Linked DNA regions of Gossypium arboreum: region 1 is linked to region 2. The links are chromatin contacts, called in public Hi-C maps. All regions are on one chromosome and are shown on one strand. Each heading gives the region's core, a stretch centred on a gene start, on an enhancer-like site or on the middle of the called end of the contact. The rest is flanking DNA. Distances are from core to core; before and after follow the strand shown.

Region 1 (6,746 bases), core at 1,952-4,451, 210 kb before region 2:
TTTGTCTTTATCCATCTCTTCACTTGATTCGCTATCTTCATTTATGGTGGATTTTAGAGTAATACTAACCTTCTTCTTCACAACATTTTCTTCTTCAGCCCCTTCATTGAGTCTCATCTCATATGTAAGCAAAGAACCACTGAGTTCATCCAAAGTAAATGTTCTAAATTTTTGCTTCTTCAATTACAGTCACCTTGGCTTCCCACGATTTAAGTAAGCTTCAAAGCATCTTCCTTACCACCTATTCATTTGGATAAATCTTTCCATAAGACTTCAATCCATTTATGATGATTATGAATCGATCGGATATCTCATTAATATCCTCTTTGGGCTTCATCTTGAAAGTTTCATAGATGAGTTTAAGAATTCAGGCTTTAGACTTCTTCACTTAGATAGTGCCTTCATGGGTGAATTCAAGCTTCTCTCATATCTCTTTGGTATTTGAACAAGGCAAAACTCTACTATACTCATATGGACCAAGTGCACAAAATAGAATATGCATTGCCTTTGGCATTAAGTCTAATGTTTCTCCTATCTTCCTCATTTCATTCATTCTTGTTTTTTGGAACTAAAAACTCTCCTTCTTATTTGAATGAAATTGAAGGACCATCCATAATAATATCCTAAATGGCAATATTATTTGTTTGGATGAACAACATCATCCTTATCTACCAATAGGAATAGTTAACACCACTGAGATAAGAAGGTTTGGAAATAGATTGAGACTTACCAAGAAAATTGACCTAGAAGTAAATGTCATTATTGTAGAATGAGTTGATAATCATTTTAGCTTCTCTGAGGATCTTCTTTTGGTTGTTAAACAGTCTTTAGAGACTAGCTTTGATACTAATTTTTAGCTCGATAATTCAACTCGAAATCACCAAGAGGGAAGGAGAATTGACCTTTAAGAAAAATGGTGGAAGAAATGAAAGAATATGAAACAATGAACACAAGAATTTAGAGGGGTTCAGCCCCAATTGCCTACTCCACTACCTTAGCTTTCCACAATTAAGGATTTTCCTAAATTTAATAATTTGATAACCTTTGAGGATAAGATTTAACCTTACAATCTACTTTAAGATTTCTACCTAAAGTTTTAAGATTGCAACTCCTTTAAGGTTTCTACCCAAACCTTAAGATTGTAACTCCCTCATGGCTTTTACCTAAACCTTAAGATACAACCCTCTTAAAAGATATAAAGAAGAAAACAAAGAAATAATCCTTAAAAGATCAAAATGTTTGCCAATAAAGCTCAAATAAATAATAATACACTTGAGCCAAAAAATAACAATGAAAGCTCAGAAATGTGTACAAGAAAGGTATGAAGAATTAAGCAATAAGGTTTTTTTTATTGATCTTTAAGCTTGATGATCTCTCTTATTGTTGTAGGATATTTAGAAGCTGATATTTATACCCCATAATTGATTTCTAATTGTTGTGGTTGTTGGAGATATGAATAGAGTCGTTAGGGATGTAAAAAGTAGTGCATTTAATTCATATGTAACAACGAGTATTAGTACCAACTAAAAAGGTATCAATAATTTTTGCATTTAATGCAAAGTTCAGTAGCTGTTGGAGCTAAAGATATCGATACCAATGAACTTTTATCGATACCATATAAAAAGTATCGATACTAGACCGATACTTAGCTAAATTGGTTGAAAACGGAATGTTAATTTGGTATCGATTTTAGAATGGGTATCGATATTTTGAAAACTATAGATACTGATACTTTTTTGCCTAGAGAAATATTAACTTGTTTTAAAACAATTTTAACTTAATTGAAAATGTTTAACTCAACTAAAACTATTTTAACTTGATTTTATCATTTTACCAATTTTGTTTAATTTAACTTTTATTTAAAAATGTTTTAATTTGTTATATCAAAACATATTATCAAATAAAGCTAGTTTAACATGTGAAAGCCTTTGATTTCCATTAACGTCGCCTCGTGGCACACTAAGGTTGTGCAATGTGGCAAAATTGAGTAATTTCCTAAAAAGGTTTAAAAAGCATAAAATTTATAGAAATTATAAAAGAATTCTAAAATTATAAAAGAATTAGAACTTTGAAAATTTTTAAAATAGAATTTTTAAAAGTTATAAAATTATAAAAATTTACAAATTTATAAAAATATTAAAAATAATAGAAAATTATTAAAATTTTAGAATTTTTAAAATTTAAAAAATTACACCTAATTTTTTATAATTTTTCAAAAATTATTATAGAAAATTATAAAAATTATTAAAAATATTTAAAAATTATGAAAATATAACAATTTTTTTTTATGCAGCCATCTTTGAGTTTGGTCAACTTGTCAATATCATTAATATAAGCATAAACTCCACAAGGGAACATGGTGTTGTCATTAGGAGCCTGAACTGTCCCCTTTAACCTTAACCCAATTTTGGTTCTTTTTCTCGTTGGTTAATTCTTTATGTCACAAATTAGTGAACTATGCTGATTCTTTTCATAATTTTATATAATTTTAATAATTTTCTATTTTTAATATTGTTTGCAATTTTATAAGTTTTACATTTTTATATTATTTTAAATAAATTTTAATATATTTTATAATTTTTCCTTTTATAATTTTTTGAAAATTCTAATTCTTTTACAAATTTTTTAAAAAATTTTATATTATTTTTAGATAAATTTCCATATATTTTTAAAAATTCTATTTTTTTGAAATTCTATTTTTTATAAGTTTAAATTTTTTATTATTTTTAAATATTTTAAATGAAAATTAGCATATTTCATCATGTGGCACAACCTTAACGTGCCATAGTGAAATTAACGGACTTAAGGGATTTATATTAAAATTAATTCGACCAAGGGCTCAATTGAGTGTTATTTTCAATTAAAATCTTAATTTACTATTAACTTATTTTACTTAGGCTTTTTTATATATTAGGTTTAAAAACAACCCTATTATAAATTCACTAAATGTTCACATTAGAGCTTAGATTATTGTCAAATCTTTCAAAAATAATCATGTAAGGGCTTAAACTTTAAGAAAGACATTTTATTTACTTTATAATAAAAGTTATGCAAATATTGATGTATTTAAAATAAAACATATAAATTGAATTAAATATTATTTAAAAATAAAAGTATAATTTAAAATCTATAAGATATTTGAATTTAAACTTTTTCTTTTGAAAGGTTTCTTTAACAAATTTTAGCCTAATTTGAGCATTTTGTGTGTTTTATATGAAGATTTTGGAAGTGACCTCTACAAAGTTACACCCAATTTCAATTCCTTAAACTTTATTTACCTTTTTATTTATTTCACCACGTATCATTTAATCCCTCTAAAGTCGACAATTTGATTGTTTTTCTCTTTAGCTGATTCAATCAAAAAGCTTTCGCCATTTCTGCAACTCTCTCACTCTCTCTCTCTCTCTCTCTCAAAAGCTGCCCCATTCCCCCTACCCCCACTATTTTAAGTTCATAATCGCTCAACAAAAAACAAAGGTAGGTTTTGATTCTCTCTTTTCAAAGAAAACAAAGAAAATTTGGAGTCCTGCATAATCAAGAAGTTCTCCCGAAACCCATGCTTCCAAGGGTTAATGGCGGTGTTATTTGGATGGAAGATAAAGAAGATGAAGACTCAGCTTCATGGAACCGAACCAACTACAACAGCAACAATAATAATAACAACAATAACAGTGGTGTTATAATGGAGAACAAAGAAGATATGGGTACTTTTTCAACATTCAAATCCATGTTAGATGATGAATGGTACGTAGGAAACAACAGCATTTCAAGCCATCAAGATATTAGAGACCTTTCCTTTACTTCAAATCTTGGTGACCATCATAGAGATAATCTTTTGCTCCATCATCATTCTCTCCCTTCAGTGGATTCTTCATCTTCATGTTCACCATCTTCCTCCGTTTTCAACCATCTTAACCCATCTCAGGTACAGTACTTTTGCCAACCAAAACCAAACTTATCTTCAATCCTTAATTTTGTTTCTAATAGCCCTTTAGACCATGGTTTTGATTTGAGTGAAATTGGGTTCCTTGACAACCAAGCAACAAATGGTATTAATTTGTTGAACAGGGGAAATGCTGGGGTTTTGGGTAGTTTAACTGATCTAGGTCATGATAATCATTTAGACCCTGCTAATTTGTGTCCTGAGGCTCAGTTTTCGAGTTCTCGGATAGCTCAGCTACCAGAAAATGGTGCCGGGTTTGCTGGTTTTCAAGGGTTTGATGAGAATCCTGGAAATGCTCTGTTTTTAAAGAGATCTAAGTTGTTAAGGCCACTAGAAAGTTGTCCTTCCGTTGGTGCACAACCTAATTTATTCCAAAAAAGAGCAGCTATGAGGAAGAATTCAACTGATAGTGGACCAAATTTCGGGGTGTTAGATGGAGGAAAGGTTACTGTTTCAAGTGGTACTGGGGGAGATAAAGGGAAGAAAGAAATGGGTAAAGAAGAGAATGAGAAGAGGAAAATTAACAGCAGAGATGATGTAGAAGATGTGAGCATTGATGGGTCAGCTCTGAATTATGATTCAGATGAGTTTACTGAGAATACCAAGGTGGAGGAAACTCTTAAAAATGGGGGAAATACCATAAATGCAAACACTAGTGCTACTGGAGGAGACCAAAACCAAAAGGGTAAAAGGAAAGGGCTTCCTGCTAAGAATTTGATGGCTGAGAGGCGCCGTCGGAAGAAACTCAATGATAGGCTTTACATGTTGCGCTCTGTTGTTCCAAAGATTAGCAAAGTAAGAATTTTCTTTCAGACTTTCTTTTTTATCTTGTGAATTCAAGTATGAACTATTGTGTTCATTTTGATCCTCGGAAAAACATCAAATTTTCTTACTTTTTCTTATTTTGGTGTGTGTGTTTTTGTTTTCTGGGTGGCATTTTTGGATTATATGTGAGTCACTGGCAATCTTTTGTTTTTATGTGTTCTCAAAATGCTGTGAGAAAGTTAGCATTAATTTCTCTCACATGGAGTCTGGTTGTGTGTTTCAAATTTCACCATAATTCTTTGGACCACATTTCAGTAACTTCTTTCAACTCATCCATAAGTAAAGTTCAATACTTGCAATCTTTTCTTATCATGTCTTTATACTTTTATATTTGAGCACCGTAAATAGTTACATTGTTGGTATTTTAGCAACAATATAAAACACTGAAAATATGAAAGAAAGATATATTGGAAGCACACAATAATCTGTTGTATTGTTAAGATTATATAGGCAAAAAAAAAAAAAAAAAACAGAAGCCTGTTAAACTTACTCCTAAAATCATACCACAAACACTTAACTTACTCCTAAAATCATTTCACAAAAAATTAAAAATTAAAAAGCCCTAAAGACTTGGTCTACAGACCTATTATTAAGCAAGTCTAAGGCACATTCTCAGGCACATTCTCAACACATCTTATGTGCTCTGTGTTTATATTTTTCTTCAAGTATCTATGTTTAGCTCGCCCACGAAGCCGACTCTCTAAATTCATGGAAACAACTTTAAAAAATTTGAATGTACCCCATACCCATGTGTTTGTCAAATGAAGAGTAGTTAAACTTCTAATCTAACTAACCTCGACGAAGGAGCATGTTACTTTACTTGCAAAAGAAGGGTTTTGGAAAGTTCATATTTTCTCATTTTTGCTTCTTAGAAATAGTATGATTTACCTTCTCCTTTTACTTATAGATGGATAGAGCTTCAATTCTCGGGGATGCTATCGAGTACCTGAAGGAACTTCTACAGAGAATCAATGACCTCCACAATGAATTGGAGTCAATCCTTCCAAGCTCCTCACTGACACCTACAACCAGCAGTTTCCATCCATTGACACCCACTCCAGCTACCTTTCCTAGCCGTATCAAGGATGAACTTGGCCCCAGTTCATCACCGGGTCTGAATGGGCAGCCAGCAAGAGTAAGCTTCATATCTGTATCATGAAAAGTTACTTTCACCTTTCACTTTTCTTTGTTTCTGCAATTATATCTAGTTAGGTCTTTCTGAATTTTAGCAAATATCAGTATTTAACTGATCATAAATATGTTGTACATGGGTACTTGAAGAAAAATGAAGAGTCAGAGAGTAACATAGAATTGGGTTGCATGTAGCGTCATTCGATATGAGTCACATTGTAAAATTTAGCCAAATTGTATGCCAACTGATTTAGCCAAATGTGTGTGTGTGACTGTATTTATATAGGTTGAAGTAAGGCTGAGAGAAGGAAAAGCTGTAAACATCCACATGTTCTGTGGGCGGAGACCAGGTCTTTTGCTCTCCATAATCAGGGCTTTGGACAACCTTGGACTTGACGCCCAGCAAGCAGTCATTAGCTGTTTCAACGGTTTTTCCATGGATATCTTTCGAGCTGAGGTACATTTTCTGACCCCTTGTAAACTTCCCATTTTGCTTTTCAAAAGTTGATGACAGCAATAACGGTGGTGACCGTGAAAACTTTAACATGATCATGACACGAAAGAAAAACGAATATATGTAGTTTTCCCTCTTAGCCAACTCTGTTATCATGAGAAAAGCATCTGCAGTTTGGATTATAGCTTTCTCCTATCTGGTTTATCATGCAAGTAAAGGATAGGAGGGGTATCTTCTATATTCTTATTGAGAATTCACAGTTCACTTTTGAGTTTTAACATACTAATTGTTGTGTTTTTCCAATTTCCAGCAATGCAAGGAAGGGCAGGACATCAATCCTGAGAATATCAAAGCCGTACTTTTGGATTCAACTGGCTTCCCCAACATGATATA
Region 2 (7,273 bases), core at 2,741-5,240:
TACTTCGAAATAGCATAACTCAAATACAAAAACAAAGAAAAAAACCACAATTCGCAAAAACTCGAAAGAAATTAGAGAGAAAAAACCTCAAAAGAGAGACAATGCTAAAAGTTTTAGAGGAAAGCACTCAGCTGAAATCCCTATGCCCACTACCCAATTTCGGCACAACTCCACTACACCTCAAACTCCACTTTTTCCTCCCCTTATCTCTCTCCTAGAATTTCTCCACCTTATTCTAATCAACCACCCATTTAAATTCCAACTAAACACCTCAATTTTGGTCAACCTAGGATACTTCCCTAGCACTTGTAGCAAAAATAAAATGCTCCTTTTACCTTGCCAATGCTCGAACCTCAGACCCAAAGAAACACTCTACACGCCACTTACCACTAGCCTAGCAAGATTTTTATGCAAAATTTTACCCACAATAATTCAAAAGACTACTAACTAAGAGCAAGGGATATTCTAAAATAAAATAAAATAAAAACCAAAGTTTTTGCAATTGCCCAAGCTTGAACCCAAGACTTCTCAGGCACTTCTCAGCACACTTAACCACTGAAGCAGATAGATATTTGCGTTACACAACATACAGAAAATGAGTACCTATATTTTGAGGCATTACAACTACTTAGCTTCTAACCTCACAATCTAGACTGGTTTGGGGTGAAGGTGTTTATGGATAGGTCATACCAATTTTGGGTTAATTCTCACCTTGATGACTTCCTAAGGTCGTCAGGCCTAGGCTTTTAGTTTCTTCCTTTCCCAAATAGTTGATTCGTTGAGTAACCCTACAAGACATTTAATAGATCATACCTCTATTTGCTAATCCCCTATAAATTGATTAGTTCCTCATGGTTTTCATGAACAATATAAATTTGATATAAAGAATAAGCATGATAAACGATTGAAAGTATAGAGTTTAAGGAAATGCCTGATTTGTATTAAAGATGAATATGAATCTACAAGTTTGACCGTCTTCCACAAATCGGATCTCTCGAGATAAAAAAGAACAACTTGAAAATAAATCTAAAACCTAAAAAGAAAGAAAAACTAAACTGAAATTAAAAGCAGAATTTTAAACTAAGTAATATGTGTCCATAACATATGAAAAATGAGCCTATTTATAGATTTCAGGTGGTCGTCATCATCCTTAACCCTAGGTTAGTTGACATTTCTAAGCTTTAAGTTTGATTGTGCCGACCAAAACGCCCTCTGGCTTGTGTTAGTTTTCGTCCAGAACCGATGTAGTGACATAAGGGTTAGTATACTCATCGTGGGATATCTTCAAGGGTATGTCGTGACACCCTTAGTCTATGTCGCGACAACGAAGGCAACTTCGTGATTTCTTCAAGGGTATGTCATGTCATTCTGCGTTGCGACGTAGTGACCAACATCTATTTACTACACCTTTTAATGGTCTTCTGCACACTTACACAGTTCACTAGCTCCCCCTTAAGCCTCATTCGGCCCCTAAGGTTAATGAAAGACTCAATTTGTACATTTTATTAACTTTAAGAAATCTTGCAAAAACATAATTAAAACCTTATGAAAATGCTTGCTTTCAAGCTCTTAAAGAGCGAAAATTAGTTTAATCTATTATACTAAATTACGACAAATCAGAGTGTTGTTTTGATGGTAGTAGATCATCTCACAAAATATGCCCATTTTATGGCCCTATCCCATCCCTATACTTCTAGGACTATAGCTCAACTGTTCATGAAAAATGTGTACAAGCTACATGGGATACCTGACTCCATTATATCTAATAGGGACAAGATATTTGTCAGTAATTTCTAGTAGGATTTGTTCAAACGAGTGGGAACTAAACTTCACCTATCCACTACTTACTATCCTGAGACTGATAGGTAAACAAAAGTACTGAATGGGTGTCTTGAAGGCTATCTAAGATGCATGTCGGGGGAGAGACCACAGGACTAGGTAAGTTGGCTTCCCTTAGCTGAGTGGTGGTATAATTCCACATTCCACTTAGCCATTCAAAGCACAATTTATGAGGCACTACATGGCCAGACACCTCCTCATCATACAACATAATTAGCCAGGACATGACCGGTGGCTGTTGTAGATAGAATTTTGCATCATCGTAAGGCTATAAGACAACTGCTGGAATTCCATCTGAAGAGAGCACAAGATAGAATGAAGCAACAAGTTGATAGACACAAAACAGGCAGACATATTGAAATTGGGGATTGGGTTTATTTGAAGCTTCAACCTTACAGACAGTATTCTATGGAAGGTTACTTAACCAAAAATTAGCTCCCAAGTATTTTGGGTCATACATGGTGGAAAGTAAGATCAGAAGGTAGCATACAAGATGTAGCTGCCCCCAAGGATCTAGAATTCACCCTACTTTTCATGTTTCATAACTTAAGAAATATGTTGGAGCTGCTCATGTATAAGTGTCTCTGCCAGTAGTGGACAACCAAGGATTTTGGGCCAAAAAGCCTATTTGAATTTTAGATAGAAGGATGGTGAAGCGTGGGAATGTGGCCACAACTGAAGTTTTGGTTGAATGGGTGAATTCATTTCCAGAGGATGCCACATGGGAATCTTTGGTGCAGCTGAAGGATGCTTACCTTCATATAGATCCTAGAGGACAAGGATCTTCTTCAAGGAGAGAGTAGTTGTTATGGGTAGTTGGGCCGAGAGCAGGTTGTAAAAACGGTGTGCATCAGGTTAAATAAAATGAAATGTATCATAGAAACAATCGTACAATTTGTTTTGTTTGTTTTTCTGCTATTTCGACTGTTAGACAATTCAATTGTTTTTCCTATATATCAGCATGTAATTGACAGTATTGGATATGAAAATTGAAAACTATCAACACACCTTTCTAATATGCATTGTTCTCTCCTCTATTTTCTATTCTTCTATTCTCTTCTCTTCTCTTTCTCGGATTTTTTATTTCGTTCTTAACAAATTTATCCTGGTTGAGAAAGTAAGGTCAGGAGATAAGCAAGTATCAATCAACCGATTAGTTAATTAGAAGCCGAGAGGTAATAATTAGTTAATCGGTAGCTAATCAACCTTAAAACCCTAATTCGAAGTTAGTTACAAACCTTGAAGCGAGTTAATCTTTCTGATTGGTTTATTGATTAAGTCGTTTGTTTATTTTTCTTGTTTATTCATTTTAGTTAATTAAATTATCTCTTTAATCTATTTTATAATTTATCGTAATATAGGAATTAATTACTACTACTTAGACTTATTACTGTAAAAATATTTTCATAATTTACTCCATCCTCCCTTGGGTACGATTCTTATAATACTTTCAAGTATTTCATTTTACTAACTATATTACAATTCAATTTGTGCAATTGCGAACACTGCCGTTCTAAATTCTTATATATTTTTGTGTTATATTTTATTACTCTAAACGATAACTCATTTATAAGCGACAAAAATTTAAAATATTAATTCATCTCTCTCTTTATATTTTCGTACCTAACAAAAACAATACTCTTGATTTTTATAGATTAAATTAGTTCATCAATTATAACACTAAACATTTTTTTAAAAAAGTTGTAAAAACTTAACTTTATTTAGTTTATATTAATTATTAACATAGCTTTAAATTTTTTAAAAATTAATTTTTTTAATGTTCTCTATGTTGGTTTTATAGTTCATGTTTAAGGTTTATAGTTCACTCCCAAAATATTCTCTTTAATGTCTGGATTTTTTTCATTGAAAATACAAAATATCTTACCAAAACGCTTAATAATTTTATATTATTTTTATATTTAATTTAATTAATTTTAAAGTTCAATAAATTAATTAAAATTACCTTAAAATAAATTATTTAAAATTTTATATTTAAAATTTCTTAATTTTAACATAAACTAATATAATTTGAAGTTTATTTTAGATATTTATAAATTTAAAATTAAAATGCTGAGGTGTTCGATTTCGTTGACTGAAAAGCTTAAACCGGGATTTTAATTAGAGTACAAATACATGGGCCAAACAGCTTAGAAAAGTGAAGCCAAAAGCCCACCAAAGTGTGCTGTAAACGTTCCCCTTCCTCGCTGATTCTTTTATCTTTTTCTGTTTTTCGCAGACTAAAAGCGTCTCCATTTTTTCACCTTGAAAATCCTTCAAAACAATGCGTTTATCTTCAAAGCAAACGGTCTATTGTTTCACGAAATCAAGGCCCTCTCGTCTCAAATCGGCTTCCCTTTGTACATCAGCTTCAAATGACGCCGAAGCCGTGGAAATCGCTTCTATCCTCAGTAAAAATGACTGGAAACGACTTCTTGAAACATCATCAGAATTGACAAGCAAGCTGAACCCAGAAATAGTTCACTCCGTTCTTCTCCAAAACTCGATTCATGATCCCGAACGCCTTTTCAGTTTCTTCAACTGGGCAAGTCAGCAATCCCCGAACCCTCAAAATTTGGATTCTTTTTCTTTTCTAGCAGTTACTTTATGTAATTCGAAGATGTTTCGTAAAGCCACTATTGTTTTAGACAGCATGGTTAGGACTAGAAGGCCCGTTCAGGCCATTTTGGGTTCAATTATTAGGTGCTGGAAGGGCTATGAAGGGAATTATGTCGGGGTTTTCGATATTTTGATTGGTTGTTATAAGAAAATGGGTTCTTGGAACGATGCTGTTTATGTTTTTTTGGGTGCTAAAGAAGTTGGGGTTTTGCCTGGTTTGGCTTGTTGTAATAACTTTTTAGGTGATTTGCTTAAGGTAAATAAGTTGGATTTGTTTTGGAAGGTTTTCAATGGGATGATAGATGCTAAATTGGTGCCTGATGTTTATACTTTTACCAATGTGATTAATGCTCATTGTCGAGTTGGGGATATTGAGAAGGCAAAAAGGGTGTTTATGGATATGGAGGAGAAGGGATGTAGCCCTGGTTTGGTTACTTATAATGTTATGATTGGTGGACTGTGTAAAGCTGGTGCTGTTGATGAAGCATTGAAGTTGAAAAACTCCATGAGTCGGAAGGGTTTCAACCCTGATGCATATACTTACAATACGGTTATTAATGGGTTTTGTAGGCATAACAGATTTCAGGAAGCAAAATTGATGATGGAGGAAATGCGTTGTGCAGGCTTAAATCCTAACCATTTTGCTTACACAGCTTTGATTGATGGGTTCATTAAACGGGGGAGCATGGCCGAGGCTTTCCAAGTCAAGGATGAGATGGTTGCTTGTGGAATTAAACCGAATGTGTTCACGTATAATGTGCTTATTGGTGGGGCTTCTAAGGCTGGTGACTTGGAGAAAGGAAAAGCTCTGTTCGATGAGATGGTTTTGATTGGCATCGGACCTGATGCACAAACATTTAGTCTTATGATCCAGAGTTATTGTCGACAAGGGAATTTTCTCAAGGCCCATGAATTGTTTGAAGAGATGAAGGAACACAACTTGACACCCACGATGTACACTTATAATGGTATAATTAGTGGATTATGTCACTGTGGAGATCTTGGTCGAGCTAATTATGTTTTTGAGGCAATGATTAAGGTAGGGTTGAAGCCCAACGTTGTTGTGTATACAAATCTGATAAAAGGTCATATTCAGAAAAGTAGATTCAAGGAAGCAAGAAAGATTCTCAACAGAATGATGGAGAATGGACAAATGGCTGATATCTTTTGTTGCAATACTCTTTTAAGTGGCTTATGTAAGTCCCAAATGATGGACGAAGCAAGGAGCTTCTTAGTCGAAATGGTTGACAGGGGGTTGAAGCCTAATGAAATTACCTATGGGACTTTAATCCATGGATATGCTAAGGCCGGGGAAATGGAGGCAGTAGAAAGGTGTTTCAGAGAGATGCATAGTTATGGTATAGCTCCAAATAATGCTATCTATACTATATTGATTAATAGCCTTTGCAAAGTGGGAAATGTAACCGAGGCTCTGTCGACATTTAGGCACATGTCTGAAAAAGGTGTGCTCCCAGACATAAAGACTTACACTGCACTCATCCACGGCCTTGCAGCAAATGGTAGAATTAATGATGCAATGCAACTGTTCTCTCAACTTGATGAAAAGGGTATAGTGCCTGATGTATTCACTTATACTTCTCTCATTTCTGTCTTTTCTAAGCTTGGTGATATGGAGGCTGCTCTCAACCTCTATGATAAGATGTGTCAAAAGGGCATTGCTCCTAATATTGTTACATATAATGCAATGATTGATGGTCTGTGTAAGTTAGGTGACACCGAGAAAGCTAGGAGGGTGTTTAATGAAATCTCACAGAGAGGCTTGGCACCTAATGTCAAGAGTTATTCTATAATTATAGATGGATATTGCAAATCTGGAAATTTAACTGAGGCATTTCAGTTACTGGATAAAATGCCCTCAAAGGGTGTTCCACCTGATAGTTTTACTTATTGTGCCCTTATTGACGGATGCTGTAAAGGAGGAGAATTGGACAAGGCGCTCTCTTTGTTTTCTGAAATGTTGCAGAAGGGCTTTGATCCCACCTCTTCTTTCAATGCATTGATCAATGGGTTATGCAAGACGGGGAAACCAAATGAAGCTATGAGGCTGTTAGAAGACATGGCCAGTAACTGTATTACACCAAACCATAGAACCTATACAATCCTAATTGATTATCACAGCAAGGCAGGAAGGATGGAAGAAGCCGAAATTCTCTTTTTGGAGATGCAAAGGAGGAATCTGGTTCCGAATGTTGTAACTTACAACTTGCTTTTACATGGTTACTACAGATTAGGGAGGAAAGCAGAGATGTTTGATCTTTTCGTGTCCATGGCTGCAAAAGGGGTTGAACCTGATGAAATTATTTATCGTCTTATTGCTAATGCTTACTTGGAAGAAAATAGTTTGATTGGAATGTTGAAGCTGTTGGATGAAATTCTAGTGAAGGATGTTGTGTTCGATAAAAATCCCACTTTTCTGCTGCTGGACGCTGTATGCAAAAGAGAGGAGTTTTCGGAAGTTCCAAAGTCACTTGAAGAAATGGCAGAACAAGGACTTAAGCTCAGTCCAATTACATGTCACAAGCTTGTTCATGGTTTTCATGATAAGGGAAATCCAGAGAAAGCAGAATGGATTCTTGAGAGCTTGGTCCGGTTCGGATGGATTCCAAACACCACCACTGTGAATAGCATTATTGATAAAGAAAATGATGTTGCAAACTTGGAGAGCCCTAACAATTCTCCCAAGCAAGCAACATGCGGAGTTGCTTGTCAAGTGTAAAAACTACGGGAGAAAAAGTTAGACCATCTGTTCTTTCTTTGCACTTCAGTTAAAAACTTCCTGAATCACTAATGGAGCAGG

What was found. A called contact is a pair of places that touch in the nucleus more often than the background predicts.
Region 1: a Hi-C map of leaf shows a contact between it and region 2, with 2.7 times the contacts expected there. The contact joins the promoter of LOC108480549 here to the promoter of LOC108486681 in region 2. A contact is called at or near these places in 2 of 5 Hi-C or Micro-C datasets (both in leaf).

The regions. Positions count from the first base shown.
Region 1 is chr1:13,374,164-13,380,909 of ASM2569848v2, reverse strand. It overlaps LOC108480549 (transcription factor ICE1-like), which reads left to right and starts at 3,201. Exons shown (of 5, transcript XR_001870645.2): 1 at 3,201-4,738; 2 at 5,676-5,903; 3 at 6,186-6,356; 4 at 6,664-6,746.
Region 2 is chr1:13,162,504-13,169,776 of ASM2569848v2, reverse strand. It overlaps LOC108486681 (pentatricopeptide repeat-containing protein At5g61990, mitochondrial), which reads left to right and starts at 3,990. Exons shown (of 1, transcript XM_017790856.2): 1 at 3,990-7,273. The coding sequence starts at 4,121. The coding sequence ends at 7,192.